7 separate regions of the Mus musculus genome follow, and all the other regions are linked to region 1. The links are chromatin contacts, called in public promoter capture Hi-C maps. All regions are on one chromosome and are shown on one strand. Each heading gives the region's core, a stretch centred on a gene start, on an enhancer-like site or on the middle of the called end of the contact. The rest is flanking DNA. Distances are from core to core; before and after follow the strand shown. Region 1 holds the start of Spaca6 (sperm acrosome associated 6). Region 2 holds the start of Zfp758 (zinc finger protein 758). Region 3 holds the start of Zfp942 (zinc finger protein 942). Region 4 holds the start of Zfp229 (zinc finger protein 229). Region 5 holds the start of Zfp760 (zinc finger protein 760). Region 6 holds the start of Zfp983 (zinc finger protein 983). Region 7 holds the start of Zfp948 (zinc finger protein 948).

The links. Promoter capture Hi-C pulls out the DNA fragments that hold promoters and counts their contacts.
Region 2: a contact with region 1 is called in a promoter capture Hi-C map of pre-B cells, with 3 times the contacts expected there. The contact joins the promoter of Zfp758 here to the promoter of Spaca6 in region 1. A contact is called at or near these places in 3 of 39 promoter capture datasets (frontonasal cranial neural crest, hippocampal neurons and pre-B cells).
Region 3: a contact with region 1 is called in a promoter capture Hi-C map of liver, with 4 times the contacts expected there. The contact joins the promoter of Zfp942 here to the promoter of Spaca6 in region 1. A contact is called at or near these places in 5 of 39 promoter capture datasets (cranial neural crest, hippocampal neurons, liver and 2 more).
Region 4: a promoter capture Hi-C map of second pharyngeal arch cranial neural crest shows a contact between it and region 1. The contact joins the promoter of Zfp229 here to the promoter of Spaca6 in region 1. A contact is called at or near these places in 6 of 39 promoter capture datasets (cranial neural crest, frontonasal cranial neural crest, liver and 3 more).
Region 5: a promoter capture Hi-C map of second pharyngeal arch cranial neural crest shows a contact between it and region 1. The contact joins the promoter of Zfp760 here to the promoter of Spaca6 in region 1. A contact is called at or near these places in 5 of 39 promoter capture datasets (cranial neural crest, frontonasal cranial neural crest, maxillary cranial neural crest and 2 more).
Region 6: a promoter capture Hi-C map of second pharyngeal arch cranial neural crest shows a contact between it and region 1. The contact joins the promoter of Zfp983 here to the promoter of Spaca6 in region 1. A contact is called at or near these places in 5 of 39 promoter capture datasets (cranial neural crest, hippocampal neurons, liver and 2 more).
Region 7: a promoter capture Hi-C map of second pharyngeal arch cranial neural crest shows a contact between it and region 1. The contact joins the promoter of Zfp948 here to the promoter of Spaca6 in region 1. A contact is called at or near these places in 5 of 39 promoter capture datasets (cranial neural crest, frontonasal cranial neural crest, maxillary cranial neural crest and 2 more).

Annotation. Positions count from the first base shown.
Region 1 is chr17:17,829,682-17,832,340 of GRCm38.p6, forward strand. It overlaps Spaca6 (sperm acrosome associated 6), which reads left to right and starts at 1,294. Exons shown (of 9, transcript NM_001162909.1): 1 at 1,294-1,581; 2 at 2,378-2,458. The coding sequence starts at 1,323. It overlaps Mir99b (microRNA 99b), which reads left to right and starts at 507; the gene lies at 507-576. It overlaps Mirlet7e (microRNA let7e), which reads left to right and starts at 671; the gene lies at 671-763. Mir125a (microRNA 125a) reads left to right here and starts at 1,131; the gene lies at 1,131-1,198.
Region 2 is chr17:22,360,159-22,362,817 of GRCm38.p6, forward strand. It overlaps Zfp758 (zinc finger protein 758), which reads left to right and starts at 1,295. Exons shown (of 3, transcript NM_001347330.1): 1 at 1,295-1,549. The coding sequence starts at 1,424. It overlaps Zfp944 (zinc finger protein 944), which reads right to left and starts at 1,242. Exons shown (of 6, transcript NM_176962.4): 1 at 1,010-1,242.
Region 3 is chr17:21,961,143-21,963,801 of GRCm38.p6, forward strand. Zfp942 (zinc finger protein 942) reads right to left here and starts at 1,322. Exons shown (of 6, transcript NM_001199048.1): 1 at 1,114-1,322. Zfp943 (zinc finger prtoein 943) reads left to right here and starts at 1,417. Exons shown (of 4, transcript NM_001025373.2): 1 at 1,417-1,677.
Region 4 is chr17:21,732,357-21,735,015 of GRCm38.p6, forward strand. It overlaps Zfp229 (zinc finger protein 229), which reads left to right and starts at 1,368. Exons shown (of 6, transcript NM_001164676.1): 1 at 1,368-1,602.
Region 5 is chr17:21,706,416-21,709,074 of GRCm38.p6, forward strand. Zfp760 (zinc finger protein 760) reads left to right here and starts at 1,326. Exons shown (of 6, transcript NM_001008501.2): 1 at 1,326-1,478; 2 at 2,196-2,307.
Region 6 is chr17:21,649,307-21,651,965 of GRCm38.p6, forward strand. It overlaps Zfp983 (zinc finger protein 983), which reads left to right and starts at 1,305. Exons shown (of 7, transcript NM_001357098.1): 1 at 1,305-1,566; 2 at 2,497-2,639.
Region 7 is chr17:21,565,646-21,568,304 of GRCm38.p6, forward strand. Zfp948 (zinc finger protein 948) reads left to right here and starts at 1,333. Exons shown (of 6, transcript NM_001002008.2): 1 at 1,333-1,600.

The DNA.
Region 1 (2,659 bases), core at 44-2,543:
AAAAGATAGGATTATTCCATGAGACCCATGAGGACTTCTGATACTCAGAAGGCCTTTAACTCAGGCCTGGGATATGAAACCTTTAGGGGTTACAGAAGGGGCTCAGATTGCCAAGACAAACGGGGATACATCCTTTCTGCAGTGCAGAAGTCAGGTCTCTAACCAGATTGTCTTCTCTAAGGGATGTGCCTGGTTGGACCCTGAGTCTGCCGGGGAGGGCTATGGGGTGGAGGAGAACTGTGAGGGTTAGGGACTGAGTCCCTGGGTCTGGACTGAGGAGAATTGAGTGCAAGGCGGCAGGGTCTGCTTCCCTGGATCTGTGGGAGGGAGGGCTGTGACCACTACCCCTTAGTCTAAGGGAGGAAGCTTTGGGACTGAGGGAGGAGGGCTGAGGTCTGGATCTCTGGCCTTGAAAGAGGGGGGCTGGGGCTTAGATTTTGGGGCTGGGACTGAATTCCTGGGTTCCTTGGGGAGGAGGGGGCCGGGGGCCCGGACTCCTGGGTCCTGGCACCCACCCGTAGAACCGACCTTGCGGGGCCTTCGCCGCACACAAGCTCGTGTCTGTGGGTCCGTGTCGGGGGCTCACCATCGCGGCTGGGACCTCCCCGGCCCTCCCCACCCTCCCTACTTCTGGTCTCCCATCAATCCATCTGTCAATCTGCCCACCTGCCGCGCCCCCCGGGCTGAGGTAGGAGGTTGTATAGTTGAGGAAGACACCCGAGGAGATCACTATACGGCCTCCTAGCTTTCCCCAGGCTGCGCCCTGCACTGGAAGGGGCCGGCGGGGACCCCAGGTCCACACCATTGCCCAAGAGTTCTTGATAGGAGCTGGGGTGTCTTCTCTGTTCACATTCTATCCTATCCCTTTTCTTTGCAGTCTCTATGCCATCTTGAGATTTTCGAATTTTCTGTCTCTGTCTCTTATGCCAATGTCTCTAGGGTTCTAGAAGCTTCTGTTTCTCTAGTGCTGTGAATGTATCTCTGTGACACTGGGTTTCTGAGCTTTTTGAGGCATCTCCTGGTTCCTTTCTATCTTCTGGGGCTTAGGGTATCTGTTTCTGTCTCGCTTCCCCGTTCCCACCTCTGGGGAAAAGGGTTTTTCTGGTCCACCATAGCTACACTGCCGGCCTCTGGGTCCCTGAGACCCTTTAACCTGTGAGGACGTCCAGGGTCACAGGTGAGGTTCTTGGGAGCCTGGCGCCTGGCCCAGCCACAAATTTAGGGATTTCAGGTGACCCCTGGCAACCTTCCTCTAGCTGGAGCCTGATGCTTGACCATCATTTGAAACTCAATCTCTGATCACAGGCTCCCCCTCCCCCACAATGACCTCACAAAGGTCACTATCTTCTCCTCAGACCCGGAGACCCTCTGTTATGGGTCTTATTTCCTTAGTAGGGAGCATTGTCCTGTTGTTCCTGCTGATCTTCAGGGCATCCACGTGGGCCTGTCTCTTCTGCTTCACTACCTATGAGGAACGCCTCCGTGTCTGCCAGCTGTTTGTGGGCAGAGAGGAAACCAAGATAAACCTGTGCAGAAATGAGCTTGAAGGGGCTTTTGAAGATCTCAAAGACATGAAAATCAGTGAGGAGCCCCTCCTTCCTGAACCAGGGCCCTGGGGAGGGGAAGGAGATTCCTTGAGCTACTCCAAGAAGAAAAGCCAAGTACAGGATCATGACATAGACACAGAGAAGAGAGACAGGTGGAAACAATGGAAGGAAACAGGTCCAGAGTGGGGTGGAGACAGACAAAACAGTGCCTCAGAGAGAGTCTAAAGACAGTAAGGGAAAGAGATGGAAAAGTAGAAGCATTGCTCAGAGAGAGGATATGGATTGGGAACACAGATGAGTGGGGAGATTAGAGACCTGGAGAGAGGGACAGAGAGCTAGGAATCAATCCAGAGAGATGAGAGACACACAGAGAGTAAGGTACATAGAGATAAGACAGGAACAGAGTCCCAAAGTGAGGGACATAGGTATAGATACAGAGAGTAGTTTCAGGAAGAATAGAGAGACAGTGATCTAGAGATAGGTGGGACAGAGACCAATGGGGTTGGAGTAAAGATGTAGATGAGGAAGCAGATCCAGGGTACCAGGTAACAGGCCTAGAGAGAGAGAGATTAGATGGATGGAGAGATACCAAGATTGAAGGTTTAGGTTAGGGTTAGGGAAACACACACACACACACACACACACACACACACACACACAGAGAGAGAGAGAGAGAGAGAGAGAGAGAGCTCTAGGTGGGGCACATAGAACAATAGACTGGGGCTATAGAATCTGGGATGATCACAGGGCTTGGAGATATTCAGCCATGAGTGGGACATAGAGAACACCATGGAACCAGGTTTGTGCCATGGTGTCTCATCTACCTTCAGACTATGATGAGAGGAGCTACCTGCATGATGAATTTACACAGATGACAGTTTCTCTTCAGGAGAAGGCTGCTAGACGACGGGGTGAGTGTTTTATGGGCATAAGTGGTGGGGAAAGTCATCTTGAGGAAGTGACCCTGGGAACCTGTCTGAGTTAGGTTATTTGTTGAGGAAACTCCAGAGATGAGGGGAGTCAAAGATGGCAAGGAACTGAGGGAAGTAAATAAGTCACAGGGAGTCTGAAGCTTTTGTGGGGTCAAGTACATGTGACCTATCTGGGATTCT
Region 2 (2,659 bases), core at 45-2,544, 4.5 Mb after region 1:
TCTTATTCTTCTAGTGGTTGATCCTTGTGGATCTGCCATGATACTGGGACACTCAAGCAGCTACATCTTACCCATATGCTGTCTTGGTTCCAAAAGGACCCGACTCTCTCTTGTTTACTCTCTTCCTATGTCCAACCTGAAAGTCCCATGTACTCACCCAGTGATTGGCTCCTATATTCATTAGGGGACTGGTTCACAAGAACAGGCCCATCCACAGTAGAGGAGGAAGAGGAAGAAGAAGAGGAGGAAGAGAGATAGAGACCAAAACGTTTGGATTATATAGGGAGGCACCTCTAGTGGAAGGGCAACCAGGACCCTGGGCTGAAAAGTTAGGATTGAGGGCAGGGCCTCTCAGGTTGGTAGAACCCTGAGGTCAGGTCTGCTTTGATATTTAAAATATGCACCTCAGTCCATTGTCCTGGCATCCAAAACCAAACAGTATCAAAGGAGACAACTTTGGCTAGGTGCTTTCTTGGCTCCCGCTTCTTCTCTTGCCCCCTATTCTCTCTTCCCTTCTCTTCCTTTGTCCAACTCCACCTCTCTCTTTCCAATCACATCCTGGTTAAGTCTGGACCCTTACTTTCTGAGTCAGTCAAGTCTGCCCTGGTTCCTCTTTTTACTTCTACCTACAAAGCCCTCTGAGGATGCCTATTTCCCAGGCCATAAGCCACTCTCTCCTGAGTAGGCAAATGATGGGTCAAGGGAGTTAAGAAATCTAAGTTCGAGAAGCTTTGTAACTGCTGTTACAAAGAGAACCCCGTGTGCAAACTACAGTACTGCAAATGTTCTACGACACTATTTTCGGAAATCATTCTGGTAACCATAAGATAAATGAAAACAAACAAACAAACAAACAAAGCACGATACACCCAGTTCATAGGATCTCAAACCTCCTGACAATGATAAAAATCCACAGCATAATTGTGAGCGCGGCGTCCTTAAGAGCAACTGCAGAAAACAAGCCCCTGCTCCGCTCCAGCCCATTTCCCAGCCCCGCAGCTCCTCTGACCTGGAAGGTTCCAGGGCCGCCGGGCTGCGGTGCCCCCGGCTGCGCGGCTGATGGCTGACTCTCCCAGGTCAGCACAGGAAACCGCATCTGAGGAGAGTTACGGCCTTCGAAAAGAACCAGGCCAGGGTAAGTCGCCCGCAGTGGGAGTAGAGACAACTTGGCTCCAACAGGTACCTAAGGGGACGCGGTTCCCAGTCTCTGGCCACGATCTTTGGAGCGGCTCCCCTAGCCCCGCCCAGGACACCACGGTTCCGGTCACGTGACAGCGCTAACGCCTTCAGGCCCGCCGCTTTCACTTCCTTAATTACGTTGGTAGAGTCCGTCCAGCTGCGTTCTCTTCTAGGTCGCCAGCTCCAAATGTCCAGGCCAGAATGACGTGAAAAGCCACCACTCCCCTTGCTACCTGTGTAATCCATGTGTACTCGAACTGAGCGCTGGTTTTTCGGCCCCAGTTTCCTTCGGAAACCGGAAAGCTCCTCAGACTCTGTTTTGTGGCTGCGGACCTGGGAGAGTCAGCAGCGCAGCCCTGGAAGGTCCCAGGTCAGAGGCGCTGCGGGGCTGGGAAACGGGAGGGAGCGGAGCGGGGAGGTGGGGGGGGGGGGGGGGCTTCCGCAGCTGTTTTTATGGACGCCGCTCTCACAGTTCTGATGTGGATCTCTTACAGTTGTCAGGAAGTTGAGATCTTATGAACAGTTGGTCTATCATGGTTTTTTTTCATTTATCCTCCAGTTAACAGAATATTCAGTCGTAAAATAACTCATTAAAAATGATAGACCAGTTGTATTATCTGCTGTTTGCTATTGTGTCAATCACAAAGCTTACGGAATGTAAATTTATTCATATTTTCTAACTCCTGTGTTTTACTAATTGCTTATTCAAGAGGATACGTTTTACCCTGCTATGTAGAACTTTGTGTATATAGTAATCATATGAAGAACCAGTGCACACTTTTTTGAACGAGAAAATATACTTTGTGTTATGCTACGGCTATGATTGTAAACATTACTATTTACTAAGCATACTTTTTATTGCCCATGAATTATTCGTCTGAGTTGTATGCAGTTTAGGATGTAAGTAAAGCATTCAGAAATGCGTCTTCATATGCTGATTTATTTTTTAAATTGCCTAATTTTTACTAGATATTTTCTTTATGTATATTTCACATGTTATCCCTTTTCCTGGTTTCTCCTCCGAATACACCGCCTCACCCCCTGCTCCCCAACCCACCCACTCCCACTTCCTGGCCCTGGCATTCCCCTACACAGGGGCATAGAACCTTCATAGGACCAAGGGCCTCATCTCCCATTGATGACCAACTAGGCCATCCTCTGCTACATATGCAGCTGGAACCTTGAGTCTCACCATGTGTATGTTCTCTTTGGTTGGTGGTTTAGTCTCTGGGAGCTCTCGGGATACTGGTTAGTTCATATTGTTTCTCCTATGGGGCTGCAAGCTCTTTCAGCTCCTTGGGTCCTTTCGGTAGCTCCTCCATTGGGGACCCTGTGCTCAGTCCAGGGGTTGACTTCGAGGATCTACCTGTATATTTGTCAGGCACTGGCACAGCCTCTCAGGAGACAGCTCTAACAGGCTTCTGTCAGCAAGCACTTGATGGCATCCACAATAGTGTCTACGTTTGATGACTGTATATGG
Region 3 (2,659 bases), core at 72-2,571, 4.1 Mb after region 1:
CTCTCACAGCATGCATACTGGGCTGGACTATATCACAAGAGGAATGGCTAACTTAAGTGCCTATTAACACATCAAAGTCGACATTTTTGGCTAGAAGCTTTCCTGGCTCCTGGTTTTTCTCTTGGTCCCTCCCTGACCCCCATACCTAGTTCAGTCTGGACTCTTCAAGTGGCCTCTGGTTGTTTTCTGGTTCATACTGTAAAACCCAAAAATACCGTGTAAGCACCACCTTCGCAAGAACCAGGTACCTTCTTGGAATGCTGGGAGTTTTAGTTCTTGAGAAAATTGCAAAACCTCATGCATGGGAAAGTATGGTGGCCTATAGGTTTGTCTTTATAAAGCTCTGGAGCATGTGACCAAAGTCCATCTCTTGGTTAGTATTTAACAACCCTTACTCAAATGGTGGAATTGTTTGTTTGTTTGTTTTCTCCAGCTAATCTGAGCATTATCATGACCTACAATTAACCTTCTCCTCAGCCACACCTTTGGACAGTCATCATCTCATTTTCATTCAGCCGTAAGGTGTGATGTTAATAACTAAGCATATGAAGACACATGTCTGAATGCTGTATTTACATCAAAGAGAGCATGCATCTAAGATGGAACTCTAACGGGGAGCAAAACTTTGGTCAGTAAAACTTAATGTTTACAGTCATAATTTTGGTGCTTCGTAATGTATATTTTCTGATTCACTCAAATGTGTACTGGTTCCTCATAAGACTAATATCTACAAAGCTCTCTGGGAATGCCTATTTCCCAGGCCAGAGGCCACTCTCTCCTGAGTAGGCAAATGATGGGTCAAGGGAGTTAAGAAATCTAAGTTCGAGAAGCTTTGTAACTGCTGTAACAAAGAGAACCCCGTGTGCAAACTACAGTACTGCAAATGTTCTACGACACTATTTTCGGAAACCATTCTGGTAACCATAAGATAAATGAAACAAACAAACAAACAAACAAACAAACCACGATACACCCAGTTCATAGGATCTCAAACCTCCTGACAATGATAAAAATCCACAGCAGAATTGTGAGCGCGGCGTCCTTAAGAGCAACTGCAGAAAACAAGCCCCTGCTCCGCTCCAGCCCATTTCCCAGCCCCGCAGCTCCTCTGACCTGCAAGGTTCCAGGGCCGCCGGGCTGCGGTGCCCGCGGCTGCGCGGCTGATGGCTGACTCTCCCAGGTCAGCACAGGAAACCGCATCTGAGGAGAGTTTACGGCCTTCGAAAAGAACCAGGCCAGGGTAAGTCGCCCGCAGTGGGAGTAGAGACAACTTGGCTCCAACAGGTACCTAAGGGGACGCGGTTCCCAGTCTCTGGCCACGATCTTTGGAGCGGCTCCCCTAGCCCCGCCCAGGACACCACGGTTCCGGTCACGTGACAGCGCTAACGCCTTCAGGCCCGCCGCTTTCACTTCCTTAATTACGTTGGTAGAGTCCGTCCAGCTGCGTTCTCTTCTAGGTCGCCAGCTCCAAATGTCCAGGCCAGAATGACGTGAAAAGCCACCATTCCCCTTGCTACCTGTGTAATCCATGTGTACTCGAACTGAGCGCTGGTTTTTCGGCCCCAGTTTCCTCCGGAAACCGGAAAGCTCCTCAGACGCAGTTTCCTGGCTGCGGACCTGGGAGAGTCAGCAGCGCAGCGGCGGGCACCGCAGCCCGGTGGCCCCGGAAGGTCCCAGGTCAGAGGCGCTGCGGGGCTGGGAAACGGGAGGGAGCGGAGCAGCGGGGTGTTTTACGCAGCTGCTTTTATGGATGCCGCTCTCACAGTTCTGTTATCTTACCGTTGTCGGGAAATTGAGATCCTGTGAACTGGGGGTCTATCATGATTTTTTTTTTCATTTATCCTCCAGTTATCAGAATATTCAGTTGTAAAATAACTCATTAAAAATGATAGAGCAGTTGCATTATCTGCTGTTTGCTATTGTGTCAATCACAAAGCATACGGGACGTAAATGTATTCATGTTTCTAACACCCGTGTTTTACTAATTGCTTATTCAAGAGAATACCTTTTACTTCGCTAAATAGAACTTTGTATTTATACTAACCATATGAAGAACCAGTACAGATTCTTTTTTTTTTTGAACGAGAAAATATACTTTATGTTATGCTATGGTTGTGATTGTAAACATTAATATTTACTAAGTAGACTTTAGTGTTGTATGCAGTTTCGGATGTAAATAAAGCATTCAGAAGTGCGTCTTCATATGCTGAGTTCTTATGGTACACCTTAGGGCCAGGCAAGCTCACTATTGCTATGTGAGTGTATCAGACCACTCTATTGTTATGATTAGAAAACCCAGTATAGATTAAAGTTTTAGAAAGCATCTTTTGTACAACTACGATCACTCTCCTGTATCAGAAAAAAGATCTCTGTGGTTGAAGAAAAGCGCTCTGCACCTACATATGTGGCCAAGCTTTTTTTTTTTTTTTTTTTTTTTTTTTTTTTTTTATTGTAGGGTTTGTTATCATCAAGTCCTGTGGTTGTGGACATCCTGTAGGAGTGGGAATGCTTAGACTCTGCTGACAGGGATTTTTGCAGAGATCTCCCTTTGGACAAGTGTAGCAGTCTGGTTTCTATGGGAGACAATAGTTTTCTTGCAGTCTCTCCAGCTTTCTTTTCAGGATTCCTGGGAGAATGACTCTCTTTGTGTCTGAGCTAT
Region 4 (2,659 bases), core at 118-2,617, 3.9 Mb after region 1:
ATAACATTGAAGCTAAATGGAAAAATATCTTGCCTCTAATTTGAAGCACTCATATTTTATTATTTCAGCATGTGAGAAGCAAAGGATAATTACTTGGCTTATTTTGTGAAATTGGTAACTCAGTGGGATGGCTTCCTTGGGAATCTTTTTCCCTGGGGGATATAACCCCCAAATATTTTACTTGATTTTTTTTAACACAAATTGTATGTTTGTTCTATTTTAGATTTGATCAGTCCAACACAAGTAGGCAGCATTGTAATTAGAGTCCTATTTTATGTGTGTTGATGCTGTGTTCATAAAATTTAGCCACTTAAGTGGCTGAAGAACTTAACTTTGTAGTTTCTACGAGAGGCACTTGGCCACGGAAGTATTTGTTTATGTTCTGCTTAAAGAGCAAAAGGGTTTTGTTGTCCCAGTCAGTAATGGGAATGACAAGGTTTTCCCATGAAGAACAGTGTCTTTACCCAAAGCAGTATGTGCCTGATGTCAAGTAAAGGGTGGGAGGGTCGAATTCCTTTCAATGTCTGTAAAGAAATTGATGCCTGCCAATGTGCTGTCAGAAAGCCTTTAAACAAAGAATCCCAAGATCAAAGCATCAAAGATTCAGGATGTTGATACTCCACGCGACCTGTGACATAAACACTGAAGACATATTGCTCTGAAGAAACAACAACAACACATACACACATAGACACACGCAAAGGGACATGCACAACGTTTACCAGGAAAATTAAGGAAGTCAAAAATGCCAGGAACAGATTACCAAGAAATATAGCCTATGTTTACTGAGAGCTTCTACTTTTTTTTTTTTTTTTCAAGACTGGATCTCGTTATGTAGCCCTGGCTGTGCTGGAACTCACTCTGTAGGCCAGGCTGGCCTTGAACTCAGGCCTGGCTCTGCCTTCTGAGTGCTGAGATTTTACAGGCTTGCAACACTACTGCCCAGTGAATTTCCTTTTTCCCCGTTACTTCATATTAAGTTTTCCTTAACACCTGGCCTTATTGGATTCATCTATTTAGTCCTCATTTTTCTCTCCACCCTTTGCTTGTGATTTCTTGATCTCCAGTCATTTTGTTCTGTCATTTTTAAGTTTCGTTCAGATATTTGAACCCTTTCTTTGGGCTTTCACGCCATTGAACAGTCTCTAGAACTGTTTTGTAGTCTGCCTCTAATTTGCCGTCCTTAGAGAACACTGCCCCCTTTTCACCCTTTCCCATGGCAATTGACATTTCTTAAGGTGTCTGCCGCCCAGTGGGCGTTGGATACTTGCAGTTTTCAGAACAACATAGCTGGGACCCTTGGGAAAGTAAACGGAACAGGAAGTAGGTGGGCGGGATTGGGTACGGTGAGAGGACACTTAATAGTGGGTGGGACCAGAGTAGGCAACATATTCCCAAAAGCGGGAGAGGGCCTCAGCAAAACTCGCCTTTCCCTCAGAAATTTCCGGGGACACCTAGTGCAGAATCTGGGCCAAGGACACTGCCCAGGGTCTTGCGGAGACGTGAAAACTCCCGAGAGCCGCAGGTGCCGCGCGGGGCATCCTGGTAGAGTCAGCAGCGCGGCGGCGGAAACCGCAGCCCGGCGGCCCTGGAACCTCCCAGGTCAGAGGCGCTGCGGGGCTGGAGCGGAGTAGGGTGTGATCGGTTTCTGGGCTACTCATTAGGACTCTGCTCTCATGAGCTCCTAAGAACTGGACAATTCCTGACTTTTTTTTTTCTTGTAAGGTTTTCAACATATTCTCTTAAAAATCTCACAATTCTCTTTGTTAGTTCGGAAAGAACAAAACACTTTAAATTATCCAAGCTTTTCAAGAGAGTAGCATTTAGAGCTGGTGGATTGTCAACCTAAAAAACTTGTTAGATATTAGTCACATAAGGATCGACAGAAGAATCACAAATATATTTTCACAAACTCCACAGTTATAGTTGTAATCATTAATATTTACTCTGTAGAATTTTATCACTAACTTGACATCTGAGATGCACACATTCTATGATGTAAATACAGTACTCAAAATCTTGTATTCCAGGTGAGGGTCTTAATGTTACATCTTAGAGTCCAGAAAGTCACCTTATGCATGCTGAGTGTGAAGATATCAGACCCTACAGTATGTTCAGTGACAAAGCACCACAGTAGAAAGGACCTTTGCATAACTGTGGCTGCTTACTTACTTCAGAAAACAGTCTCCAATTCAATGTGCCCTTGGTTCATAACCTGCACTTTACTCAAGGGCAGGTGGCCAAAGTGTTGCTTTTTATTTCAGGATTTGTTGATCTCCAGTGATGTGGCTGTGGACTTGTCCCAGGAAAAGAGGGAATGCCTACACTCTCTTCACGGGGCTTTTTGCATAGAGACTTCATGTTAGAATTAAAGTGGGATAAGGTAGAAAAGACCATTTATTTGATACTGAATTACTGATTTATTGAATGATTTACTTAAAGCACTGCTGTAGTGTTCTGCAACTTCATCTTGCTACTTGGAACAGAATGACCTGGAGAGGTGGCGGAAACAAAAGTCTTGCCCTTACCTACCTTACCCGCAAAGCTTACATCTGTCAGCTGTAACCTGCATTTGAAAAACCTCCAAGCTAACTGCCTTGATGCTTCAGGGAAGTCCTGCTTACTTTCCTTCTGGCCCCACCTTGTGCTTATAGACTAT
Region 5 (2,659 bases), core at 76-2,575, 3.9 Mb after region 1:
CTTAAAACACATCAAAGAAGTCATACTGGGGAGAAGCTTTACAAATGCAATGCATGTGGAAAGTCATTTCCTCAGTTGTCAGCACTTAAAAGCCATCAGAAATTGCATACAGGAGAGAAGCCTTATAACTGTAAAGAGTGTGACAAATCCTTTATTCACTATGCCTCATATAGAAGGCATCAGGAAACTCATTCTCTAGAGAAATTATGCAAACACAAAGAATGTGGTAAGTACTTTCTTGAGTTATCACATCTTAAAACACTTTCCAGAATCCCTACTGGTGAGAAGCCTTACAAATGTGAGGTATGTGACAAATCCTTTATCCAGGACTCACATCTTAGACGACATCAGAGAGTTCATACTGGAGAGAGACCTCACAGATGTAAGGTGTGTGACAGATATTTTGCAAAGGGTTCAACTCTTCGAGCACATCAGAAAATTCATACTGGAGAAAAAAACGTAATAAAGCAATGATTGTGATATACCCTTTATCTAGCATACAAGTCTTAGAAGACATCAGAGAGTTCAGATTAAAGAGACCTTACATCTGTAAAGAATGTCACAAATCTTACTCGGTGCTCAACTCTAACAACACTTCAGAAAATTCATACTAAAGAAAAAAATACCCTTCTAAATAATGTGCCAGAGCATTTATCCGGTCTATACTTACAAATCACACCAGTATAAATAATATAAACATAAATATCTGGACATGGTGGTATAGAACTTTAATCCCAGCACTTGGGAGACAGTGCCAATTGGATCTGAGTTTTGAGTTTCAGGTTTTGGCTTGCCATTTTGTGTGTGTCCGTTGGGGATCGGACTCTGGCCTCTGAATTTAACCTGCTATTGTTTGATGTATGTAGCCCACAGGCTGCTAGTCAAGTCGAGACTATCTTGCATCTGAAAGGTTCCGAATCAAGAGTGTGGGGCAGGTTCTGGGGTGCAGTGTCCTACTAGATCCAGTTCTGGTCAAGGATGGCAGTGCTCATGGTGAGGCTGCGCAGAGAATGTGCAGAGCAGCCTGGCGTCTGGAGCTGTGTGGAAGGCAGCCTGAGACGGAGTGGGAGGGACCGGTCTCCACGGGGCGGGAAAACTGGTCTAGAAAAATAGAGCGAAGAGAAAACTAAAGCCCGCATGGAAGGCCTGGAAAACTCAATTGGACAAGGGATTTGAACCAGTGGGCTGGGTCAGAGAACCTACGTAACCGGAACCTATCTATAATAGGCGGACCCAAAGGCGGCTCCAGTGGCCGCAGGAGGGAGGGGCCGGAAAACCCTCCATTCTCTGAGAGGAAATCTTTGTTTAAGGGCTGGACGGCCGACACTGGCCAGAGTTTCAAGTAGATGTGAAAACTTCCTGCAGCCACTGGAGCCTCGTAGAACGGTCTGGGAGACTCGCCGGTCCGCACCACAGTGGCGGGAACCGCAGCCCGGCGATCCTAGCATCTCCCAGGTCAGAAGAGCTGTAGTAAACAGGTAGGAACTGGACCAGGGGCATGTTCAGTTTTCTGCTGCTCATAAGGATACCGTTTTCACAATTCTGGTGAAGGGTAATACCCTTGAAGATAAGTTTGAGAACATATGAAATGGGACACATGCTGATTTTACCATTTATCCGTGGTTTCCAGAATATTCTCAAGACTGTATCCCTTAGACTAATTGAGTTTATGTTTTGACCATTGAAAACACTATTCTTTTTGCTGTTATGCAAAAACTAAAACTGTTGGCATTTTCTAACGCCCTTGGTCTACCCGTTTCGTATTCAAGAGAGAGGAATTTGACATGGAGACTTTAAGGTCCCAGAGAGCTTGTTAACTACCAGCCCCATAAGGAGTAACTGCAGATTTTGATCAGTTTGTGGATTTTTTTTTTTTTTTTTTTTTGCTAAGCTACACAGTTATGTTTGTAAATTTTAACAATTCTTAAATAAAGGTTTTACTCATCACTCATTTTGCATTTGAGATGCATACACGCTGATGTGAATATAACAAATATGTGTTCTTATGCTGAGGTTTTAAGGCACACCTCAGGAGTCCAGAGAAGTACAGTATGCATGTTGAGAGTGAGGATAACAGGCCACACTGTTTACATTAGAAAACAGTATGTAATGGGACAAAGTTAGAAAGTATCTTTTCTGATGCAAGAAACACTCTGACAATGGACAAAGGGCAAACTGTTGCTTTGTAATTTCAGGGTTGTTGACATGCGGTGAACTTCTCTCAGGAAGAAGAGGAAATGCCTGGACCTCACTCATAGGGTTTTGTACTGAGATTGAATATTGCAGAATTGCAGCAGTCCTGTTTCTGTGAGTAACAATAGTCTCTTGCACTTTTCCTTGCTCCTCGGGGTTCCTGGGGAAATTACTCTGCATGTGTGTGAGCTGTGTGTGAATGAGATGAGCCTCACATCTCACAGAAGAAAGTGAAAGCCTCAGAGAAAAAGACAAAGTTTTCATGAAATTTCATCTGTTCTTCATGTTTGTTATTTTGGGATGTGTAAGGCTTCTTTCGTTTTTGTTCCATGATGAAACTAGATACTCAGTAGTTTATAATATCACTCCAGTAATACAGATTCATTTTTTTCCCTTGAGTTTTGATTGAGCTATGATTAGAAGTAGGATTCAAGTTATGGAAACTCAAAATGCTCCCTGAATATTT
Region 6 (2,659 bases), core at 55-2,554, 3.8 Mb after region 1:
TTAAACTGTTGCCTTTAAAAACAGGTTTACATGGCAAAATCCTGTCCTGAATGAATGAATGAATGAATCCTCCCAATCTTTCTATTATTAACTATTTTACACTCACATATACATGTATATACACACAGAATGTGTGTGTGCATTTGTGCGCTCACATCAAATACTGCCCACTCTCATCTCCTACCTCTCCACTATCCTGGTTCACAATTCCAACAGTCACTCTACTGTGTCCATATCTATTCATATTGCTTGTGATCCACTGAGATGAACCAGAGCCATTTGTGAGACTGTGGGTTTGGAGCCTGATGTGTGCTGGACCCTGATATGCTAAAGGCACATCACTCTTCTAGAATCTATGAATCTATCCATAGTCAACATCTGAGAGGTTGTGTGTGCCATTCCCTAACCTACACTGACTGTGGTCTTGTGTGAGGCCAGTGCACATAAAGACAGCTGCTGTTGGTTACTGATTACAATAGTTGTATGGTCTGGAGAATGCTGTGTCGTGTCTTAGCCTTTCCCCTCCTTTTTCCCTTCTTATTTCCTAACCACCTCTTCTTCCTTGGTGGTGTCCCCAGAGGTAGAGATTGATGGTGTAGCTGACGGCTTAAGTTTTACTTATTTTCTCTATCAGGATAGTCAAGAGTCTCTGCACCCATCACTCTATTAAAAAAGGAAGGAAAGAAGGAAGGAAGGAACGACAGAAGGAAGAAATTCTATATTTTCTCTCAAAGGACTTTAAGTATGAGTCATAGAAGGCTAATGTCTTTCTGAGTTAGTGAACTGGCAAGTCTGCCTTCTTGTGGTGAAAGCAGTACACTGCGGGGTGAATTCTGCCTTGGGCTGGTAGCAAAAGCTACCAGATCTCTGACTTAAGTTCTTTAAATGTCTCTCCCTAAGTCAGAATTTCAGTATTTTGGCTTCTCATGTTTGTGTGTTGGGATGGGAGAGCCTGTTGCTGTTTGGTATGAACTATGTAGCCCAGAGGCTGGTTGTCAAGTCCAGGTGTCAGGCTATCTTGGATATAAAGGGTTCAAAACTCACTGTGTGTGTCAAACATTGGGTGCACAGCCTCCTAGCAGGTCCACTTCTCACTTCTGGTCTAGGCTGGCAGCAAGCATGAGGGGAGACTGTTCAGCCTGACATCTGGAGCTGTGTGGAAGGCAGCTTGACACAGAATGGGAGGGAGCTATCTCCGTAAGGCGGGGCCACTTACCCGGAAACAGAGGGTGTGAGGATGTGGCCTGTTGAGGCGGGTGTGTGATGTAGAAAAGTGTTCAGAGTGGGAGGAGTTAGGGGGTGACGTAAACGGAAGCTGGGAACCGGCTGATGAGGCCTGGGTAGTTGTACTGAGAGCCAAAGCCTGAGTGTCAATGACCTGTTCAGGTGCAGAGCAAGCAGGCCTGCACCGTGGGGAATCATGTGGTGCAGACCTGGGGTCAGAACACAGGGTGGACTTCGGGGAAGGTAAAACTCGGGGCTGACGTGGGCGCCGCGCGGGGAATGGTGGGGAAGTCTGCAGTGCAGCAGCTGGACCCGCCTCCCTACCGCCCTGGATCCTCCCAGGTCAGAGAAGCTGAGGGGCTGGGAAAGGGGAGGGAGGGGACCAGGCTGTGATCAGTTTCTCTGCTGTTCCTAAGGAAGCAAGCTCTGAAGTTTTGCTGTGGGTTTCTTCCCTTGTCAACACAATTTTAGGTCATATGAACTGAAGTAATCCTGATTTGTTTTTTATTGTTCACCTGATTGCCAAAATATTCATAGTAGAGTGGTCTAGGAGAATATTTGAATTTATCTTTTGATGCTTGCAAAACAGTTCTCTTTATTTAGGTGAAAAGGACAAAGCTCTTGGAATTTACATTCATCCATGCTAACTCCCTTGTTATACCCGTGAACATACTTGGTGACTTGGCATCTGCTGAGAGCTTTTAGACAGCAGTCATGAAAGGAGTGGCTGCAAATGTAATTGAATCCAAAAGCATATTTTTTTGCGAGTTTCATAGATATGGTTTTAACCATTAACATTTAAAAGTAAACTCTATACCCACCATTACCTTTCCTTCGGAGACATGCACTCCCTGATGTAAATGCAATATTCTGCTATAAATGCACCAGGCTTGTTGGCATGCATCTTTAATCCCAGCATGGGGGAGGGAGGACAGAGGCAGGCAGATCAAAGAGTTGGAGACCAGCCTGGTCTGCTTGGTGAGGTCAGGATAGCCAGAGCTACATGATGAGCTCCTGTCTCAACAACAACAAAAAACAAAAGGACAGAAAGAAAGAAAGAAAGAAAAGAAAATCGTGTTTTTGTGCTGAGTTCCTAGAACCTGGAAAGGCACAGTAGGCTATTTGAGGGTATAGGTCACAGTATTTTCACAGTTTGCGCATTATAAACCAGGTGGTATTGGCACACGCCTTTAATCCCTACATTTGGGACTAAAGGTGTGCACCAGGACAAGGACTTAAACTGCTGTTTTGTATTTTGTGGTCATTTCTCAGCCACTGGTGTGACTGTGGACTTCCAGAAGAACAGGCAGTGTCAGGACCCTTCTGGGAAGGCCTTGTTGCAGAATTTCAGCACTCTGGTTTGTGTGGGTGAGAACAGTTTGCTTCCAGCCTCCCTTGTTCCTCCTCAGGAAGAGGCAAGTTATTCTGCAATTGT
Region 7 (2,659 bases), core at 83-2,582, 3.7 Mb after region 1:
CTCTGCCTCCCGAGTGCTAGGATCAAAGGTGTGCGCCACCACACCCGGCTTAGCACCAGCTTTTAAACACAGGTACACACAGAGAAACTCTGTCTATAATGAATGGATGAATAAATACCCCCCCCCCTTTTCTATTATTAGATATATCACAAACACAGACACACACACATGACAGCATTGTGTGTTTCTGTGCCCACTTCAAATACTGCCACTCTCACCTCCTACCTCTTCACTATGGTCCACAGTTCCAACAGTCACTCTACTGTGTTCATCTCCATTCATTTTTGCCTGGGATCACTGAGATGAACCAGAGTCATTTGTGAGACCTTGCTGGAGTCTGATGTGCTCAGTATAGGATGACAACTAAAGGCAGTGATTCTTCTACACTCTATCCATAGCCAACATATAGAGAGCTGTTCCACTTCCTAGACTGACTGTGGTCTTGTGTGAGGCCAGTGCAGGGAAGGACAGTTGCTGTTGGTTACTGATTACAATAGTTGTATGGGATCTAGAGGATGGTGTGTCTTAGCCCTTTTCCCTCTTTCCCTTATTTCCTAACCTACTCTTCTTCCTCAGTGTTCCCAGAGCTGGAGTTGTTATAGAGTAACAGACTTTTTTATGACTAGAACCACGTACTTTACTTTTTTTTTTTTTTTTTTTTTTTTGCGACTGGGCTAGCCAAGAGTCTGCATCCACCAGAAATCTGTCATGAGAAAAGAGCCTCGTGAATGACTCACAGAAGACAAATGCCTTTCTGAGTTAGTAAAATGACATCTAGTGGTGAAAGCAGTACAGTGCGGGATGACTTCAGCCCTATGCTGATGACAAAACGATGACTACTGACTTCTTTAGACACCTTTCTTTTTTTTTTTCAAAATCCAAGTTCTTTGAATGTCTGTACCATAGTCAAATTTTCAGAATTTGGTATTGGCTTCCTATGTTTGTGTGTTGGGAATGGGACTCTGGCTTCTCAAGTTAGCCTGTTATTGTTTGGTATGAAGTATGTGTCCTAGAGGCTAGTTTTAGGCTATTTTGCATCTAAAGGATTCAGTACCCAGGATGGGGATCAGATACCGGGGTGCAGCGTCCTATTAGGCCCAGTTCTGGTCTAGGCAGACAGTGGCCACTGGGAGGCTGTGCATAGCGGGTCCGAAGCAGCCTGACAGCTGGAGCTGTATGGCAGGAAGCCTGAGACAAAGTGGGAGGGACGTGTTCGCGGGGCAGGGATATTCACCCAGAAACATGGTGGAAGGTTGTTAGACATTAGGTGGGGGTGGAAAACATAGTGTTCCGAGTGGGAGGAGTATTCCCAGTGGGAGGAGTTAGGGCAGTGACGTGAACGGAAGCTGGAAACTGGGTGTGGGAGGCTGGAAACGTGGGACGAAGAACCAGAAGTGTCAAGGACCTGTCAGGTCCAGAGCTCGCGGCCCTGCCCCGTGGGGAATCGCGTGGTTCAGACCTGGGGTCAGAGGACACAGAGGACTTCGTGGGAAGCTAAAACTCCAGGCAGCCGCGGGTGCCTTGCGGGGCATCCTGGAGGAATCAGCAATCAGTCGCAAAGCGGCGAGAACCGGAGCCAGGCGGCCCTGGAACCGCCCAGGTCAGAGGAGCTGTGGGGTTGGAAAAGGGCGGGAAGGGAACAGGGTGTGATCGGTTTGTCTTCTGCTTCTAAGGAACCTGGCTCGGGAATTCTGCTGTAGATGTCTTTCTTCCCTTGTCGAGAACTTTTAGCTCACATAAATCGGACTAATCCTGTTTTTTTTTTTTTTTTTTTTTAAATTGACTTCTGAATGCCAAATGTTCCTATTAGAATACTGTAGTAGAATATTTGAATTTATGTATTGATTTTTGAAAACCAATTCTGTTTGTTCAGGTTAAAAGGAAAAAGCTCTTGAAATTTACATTCATTCACTCTAACTGGCCTGTTTTACCAGGAGACTTACAGTGACTTGGCATCCCCGGATATCTTTTAGATACTATATATAAAGGAGTGGTTGCAAATAATCTGAAAGAATATTTTATTTTTGCAAATTACATAGGTATGGTTGTGAACATTAACATTTATAAGTAAACTTTTATTTCTCATTATTAATTTATTTACTTTACACTTCTATCGCAAACACCACCCCTCCCCCCACTTCCTCTCCTCCCAGTCCATTCCTCCTGCTTCTCCTCCACCAATTTCCTCCTCCATTTCTCCTCAGAGAAGGGGAGGAGTCCAGTGGCTCAGCCAGTCTAGTTGCAGTAGGACTAGGCTTATCTACCATTGAGGCTAGACAAGACTGCCCAGTTGGAAAAGGAATCCAAAGGCAGACAACAGAGTCAGAGACAGGCTCTGCTCCAGTTGTTACAGGGCCCACATGACAACTAAGCTGCACATCTGTTACAGTTCACAGTTAGAAAGGACATTATAAGCACAAATCTTTAATCCCTATCTTGGGAAACAGGCAGGTAGGTCTAGAAGATCCTTGTCATCCTGGTATACAGACATGGTTTAAGGACAGTCAGGGCTATGGAGAAATCCCGTCTATTGGAAACGGGAGAAGAAAAATGAAAACACGAATGAAACGTATTGTTGTAAACTATAAAACTATAAAGCGTCTTTTGAAAAATTAACTCTTCTATATTAGAAAAATGTCAATAGTAGTCTTTTGTCTCC